2 separate regions of the Mus musculus genome follow, and region 2 is linked to region 1. A link is a contact called in public HiCAR-type data. All regions are on one chromosome and are shown on one strand. The core of a region is the stretch at or near the end of the contact, and the rest is flanking DNA. Distances in the headings are between cores, read along the strand shown.

Evidence for each region. HiCAR-type assays count read pairs that join an accessible place to other places.
Region 2: a HiCAR-type map of astrocytes shows a contact between it and region 1, with 9 times the contacts expected there. The contact joins the promoter of Stmn2 here to the promoter of Pkia in region 1. A contact is called at or near these places in 1 of 39 promoter capture datasets (hippocampal neurons), 4 of 484 Hi-C or Micro-C datasets (cerebellum, cerebral cortex, cortical neurons and 1 more), 5 of 115 datasets of contacts at active chromatin or transcription factors (astrocytes, embryonic hindbrain, embryonic stem cells and 2 more) and 1 of 9 other capture datasets (embryonic stem cells).

The regions. Positions count from the first base shown.
Region 1 is chr3:7,365,281-7,367,921 of GRCm38.p6, forward strand. It overlaps Pkia (protein kinase inhibitor, alpha), which reads left to right and starts at 1,324. Exons shown (of 3, transcript NM_008862.3): 1 at 1,324-1,472.
Region 2 is chr3:8,508,224-8,510,864 of GRCm38.p6, forward strand. It overlaps Stmn2 (stathmin-like 2), which reads left to right and starts at 1,304. Exons shown (of 5, transcript NM_025285.2): 1 at 1,304-1,407. The coding sequence starts at 1,389.

The DNA of each region.
Region 1 (2,641 bases), core at 74-2,573:
TTGGAAAAGAAACCCTGGCCAAGCACCAAAAAGAGAAAATCCTAAGCTGCCTTTCGCCCTTTGTACTACCAATCACCTAACTGTTGGTTAGCCAGTACCTTGGAAGGAAGCAAAAGGAGATGTGCAAGATTTGTGGTAGCTCAAAATGACCACTCTTGTAAAAAGTTAAGTAAATATGTTCTTTTCCCAGAATTTGCCTCACTGCAAGGTGCGCTAAGAGATAGTCCTCTGATTGTTTAGAAAAACCCACTCAATGTCTCCGGTCCTTAAGTCTGTCCCCTTAATGCCGTTAAAGGTTAACTAATGATAAACTGCTAAACTGTGACTGAAAACTGCTCTTAAGAATGTATAAAAGGTGTGTGCTTTAGCTACTCGGGGTTGCTTCTATCCTGATTTCAGGATGACCCCAGCATGCTGGATCAATAAACCTCTTGTTTTTTGCATCAATCTTTGTCTCTGCGTCTCTGTGAGTGTGGGACATAACGGACCTAAGGCTTTTCGGGTCTTACAGACGCATGGAGGGAGAGCCAATTTAAGGAAGCAAGGACAAGAGGCTTGTGTGCATCCATGCTTAGTTTGTCACCAAGGGAAATTCTGAGAAATCCCTTGGGAGTTACAGGTATCTGCAGATGTGAAATCTGCCTCTTGTTTTTTCAAATATTATTGCTTTCACCCAGGCAGTCTAGCCCAAAAGCAAGGACTGTAGGGTACAAGGAGAGAGCTGGGATGCGCATCTGTCCACTAGCAAACAGAACTAAAATCCTGGAATGACCCTTCTCAGTGTCCTTGGGTGATTTCACTGCTCTCCTCCTTTCACTGGGTTGGAAGAACCCCATTCTATCACAATAGCAAGAAAATGGAAGTCCACAATCTTCAGCGTTCATAACTGTTTTTACTCTGTGTTAAAAATCAAATGACTCATGTTATGAGGGTTCTTAAAAAGGCCGGTTGCCCATTTTAATATTTTCGGAGTATATGACTGTTTATTTCAATAGACAATCATCCCTCAGATTCGGCGAAATGAACAGTACTGATAAGGAAGATGGAGAGGGTGGGAAACCTACACAGTCAGATGGAGCTATCCAAACAGCGATAGTGACAGGGGAGGGCGGAGATCAAGGACTCTCTGCAAAGAAGGTCTGTTTGCCCCTTCTGTTTTGTTGCACAATCCGGCAATGCTGCGGGTGTAAAATCGGTCAGAGAAAATCAGCCTCCACTCCGGGGAGCAGCGTCTTTCGGGTGCAGCTGGCAGACGCAATTCCTGGAACACAGAGCGGCGAGTCTCCCCCCGCGGTTCGCACCGAGTGCGCTGCTCCGGCGGGCGATGACTTCATGCAGCCAGCCTGGAGTAGCCAGCGGCCGCTGCAGCTGCAGGTGGGGCGGGGGCCTTGCGAGCCCAGAGCCCAGCACACGCGGCCAGGCGGGCAGGACTGCAGCCAGGGGCAGCCGGGACGCGTCTCTCCATCCTGAAGGTAAGCCGCTGACCCGCGCTTTCCGATCCAAGACGGCTTTCCGCCTGGTTGGGGCTAGCTTTGTAGGATCCGGGAAAGAAGAATTAACCCGCTGCATTCTACAGTGGGAAATGGAGCAAGGGAGTGAAAGGTTGATTAGCCTTGAATTGAAATGGGAAAAGAGGTGTTCGGAAGAAACAAAGGGGCTTTTCAGCCCCCAGCTCTTAAAGGCGACCAGCCATTTCCGTAGCAGGTTGGTTTAAACACTGATGACTATTAGAAATGTAAAACCGTCTGAATGTCCATTTAACCTTTGTGTCTTCTACTTTCCATCAGTCTTTCTCAGGCTTGGGAGGCGTGTGTCCTTTGAAGCAGTTAGGGCAGTAATCCGTAATCTCTCCCCTACACGTCCTCCTTGCTTCTCTGTCATCTCTGGTGTGATACCTGTGTGTTTCTTCTCTCATCTCAATGTCATGACACCTGCTTGCTTCAATACAGTTCCTTTGGGAGTCAGGGTGCAGTGAGAACTTCGCTCCCCTCCCGAGTTCTGCCTAAGGTGGGCTGCACTTGGCAACTTCTACCTTTATTTTCCATCTTCTCTGCCAATCAGCTCATTGATTTTCAGAGATGCTGTATCTCATCGTCTTTTTCCCTTCTTCAGTTCCATGACTGAGTTCATTAAGGACCCAAGAAGGGCTGTGCCTCACAGAGGGTTTCCCTTAACACACCCCTGTAGCTGTACAAAGGAATAAACGTCCCGCTTTCAGCTCCGGACAGACATGGTTTTCCCGAAGTGTTTTTCTTGCTGTCACCCTGGTTGGCTAACGAAAGGCTTGCTTGAGTGGAATAACAGAATATGTTGGGCTATGCAGACTGTTCTCTCTGCATACATGGGTACAGGAAAAGGAAACGGCAGTCTCTCCAAATATTTCTAGTTCAGCTGGGGTGTAAGAAAATTAGCTGTCAGAGTTTAGTGTAACCATTCCAAAACCAAGTAGTGTGTATGCCTCAGGTTTCCTCAGTAACCCTAAGCTGGGGCTTTCCTGTTGGCAGACAGAAAGCCAAGGTGACCCCAATCTCAGACTTTGATTATTTGAGCATGCCCAGGATTGTCTCCTTATGTACAGGCTCCTCATACCCTCACACACATGAGCTACCCCCACCCACTACCCTTTCCACCCCCAGCTCAA
Region 2 (2,641 bases), core at 54-2,553, 1.1 Mb after region 1:
AGCCATTTCAGCACCACGGACAGCGCTTCTGCTTTTCTGTTCAGGATACTTAAAAAAAAAATTTTTTTTTAAGTGTAACCTAGTAACTACCAAACAATTTACCAATGGGCAAAATCTTAATTTTTGATACCTTTAAAGTTAAAGAGTGTTTCATTCATGTTCACACTGCAACGATGTTCTTTTTTTTATTTTTTTTCATCTCTGAGATGGAAGTATCTCTTTCTTGCTATTTTTAAATCTCAACCACAATTCCTACATGAGTTTAGGCTGATACAATGTCAGTACAGTAGAGTTCAATCCTGCACATCAAAAGTTCCATGAACACAGGTCCAAAAAGTATCCCTGATGCTGTGTCTCCAGTGCTCTGCACATGCTCAGAAAATATAGGAATTGAGAAAGAATGGACATTTGCTAAATGTTTTTTGAAGTGAACGAATGAATGAGTGAATGAGTGAATACCTTGTTTATAATGTTTCAAAGTTCATTGCACTTCATAGTGCTTAATCTGACTGTGAATGCAGGAAAAATCACTCCTTGTCCAAGTTCGTGTGCTTTCTTGCATCATGTCCTTAGATGGAACTTACATCTCTGCCCAGGTAGCCAACAGTCCTCTCCTCTATGCTAAAGGGAGGAAAAGACAGCCACCCTCCCTCTGTTATAAGACCCTCCTGAGATCATGCACTCTGGAGCCCAGCTATGCTAGAAAGAAAGACCAGTAGCCCAGGCCATTTCTGAGCTGCCACCACAGCCAGACATGGGTTGGTTTGGGAATTCCATCATATATTAGGGAGGCCAGGATTCACCAAGGGCAGGGCCAAAGGTAAAAGAGAAAATAAGAAACACTGGTAACACAAGCTTTAAACAGATTTTTCCAAAACTCAGCACACTGGGGTGGGTTCTCAGGCCCCTGAGTCTATTCCTTCTCTGTGCCAATCTATGCAATGACACATGTTTGAGCAAAGTATAGCCTCCTGGGTACAGGTAAGCACAGCCCAGTCCTTAGCTCCAAGGAGGCTTCCAGGCTAAGGCACCACTCCACTTGGACTGTACTATTGGGCTCCAAAATGGGGGGGAGCTTCCAGACAAGGACTGATTTCCATTTCAAACTGCATTCTGGTACTTTGTACTCCAGCACCATTGGCCGATCAATATTTAATGCTTGGAGATTCTCACTCTGCGGGAGTCATGTCAGGGGACCCTGAGAGCCAATCTGCTTGAGCTTCTGCGTGATAATTATTCATGGGCTCCTGCCTCTTGCTCTTTCTCTAGCACGGTCCCACTCTGCAGACTCAGTGCCTTACTCAGACTCCTCTCTCGCTCTCTCCGCGGCTACAGCTGGACCCTTCTCCTTTGCCTTCGCCACCACTCCGTGCGTGCACATCCCTACAATGGCTAAAACAGCAATGGGTAAGAATCGCGTTTTGCTCCCCACGGGCTCTATCTGGAGCCAATCTCTCCCTTTCTCTCTCGGATCTCTAAAGACATTAAAAGATATTTTATAAAGGGAAAGACATTCATGACAGGAACCGGGAAAGGTTGGAGGGAGCTCTAAGAGACCAAAGGGGGAAGGGTGTCTTTGAAAAACTAAAGTAAATGGTTTCTTTTTAAAAGATAGAAGCAGGTAAGTTTTCCTCCAATGGGTAGGAATTTTATTCTGCTTCCATATTTAAAACTAAAGTGTCCATCAGAGGGGAGGGGGCTACCTTAACGATTTGCCTTTAGTGAGGTGAAGGGACATTTCGGAAAGTGGTTTTGAACGTCCTATATTTATTCTGTAGTTTAAAAAGATAATAGGGACAGGAAGGGAGTGATGTTGGAATAAAAGAGAAAATGCAAAGTCAAAGCGGTCCCATCCTGGAGGTTTGAGAGAGGAGTGGGAACGGGGGAGGGGAGTGGGCACATTTAATGGTATTGTCTATCTTGGAAAAACCACTAGTCTTGGGGCGCGGTGCGGGGAGGTAAGGCGGCCGGAGGGGTGGGGTAGGACCTTAGCTCCTTTGTTTTAGGAAGAGGGAGGGGAAACAGGAGGAGGGCGTGGAGGGCGCGGGTGGGCAGCTGCAGGGGCGGGAGAGCGTGCGCGGCAGGGAGGGGTAAAGGGACCTGGCTTCCCAAGGCGCCGGGGTGGGGTTTCTTTGTGTGTGAAGCAATGGTGGGAGTGTGGGGGGGGGCACCTGCAGCGCTGGGCATACTATGCGGACAGCCCCACCCTGTGCAGAGTCAAGCTGTCCCCACCCGGACCCAGCTCCACACCCTCAGTAGAATGGGGGCCTAATGGGGAGCTCAGCACAACACTGAAAAACCCAACCCTGCGGGAACGGCAGAGCCCCGCCACGCCCCACTCACTCATTAGCAGCCTGCGTGCCTGACCTGACCGCTAACCTCAGCCGCTCCACCCTGGCCTCATTGTTCTTCGTTAACATATTTTTCAGAACCACATTAAATAGGATATTTAAACATAGTGGCAAAAAAAAAATCAAAAAAGGGAAAGAAGCAGGGGGTGGGGGAGCTATTCTGAACTCCTTGGGTCATTTCGGGGGGAGGGGAGGGGGCAATTAGGGAACCTAGAAGGGTATACAGAAAATAATACAGATAAAGATGTGTAAGGGTGACATAAAGCAAAAGAGGTCAAGGTCTTTAAGAT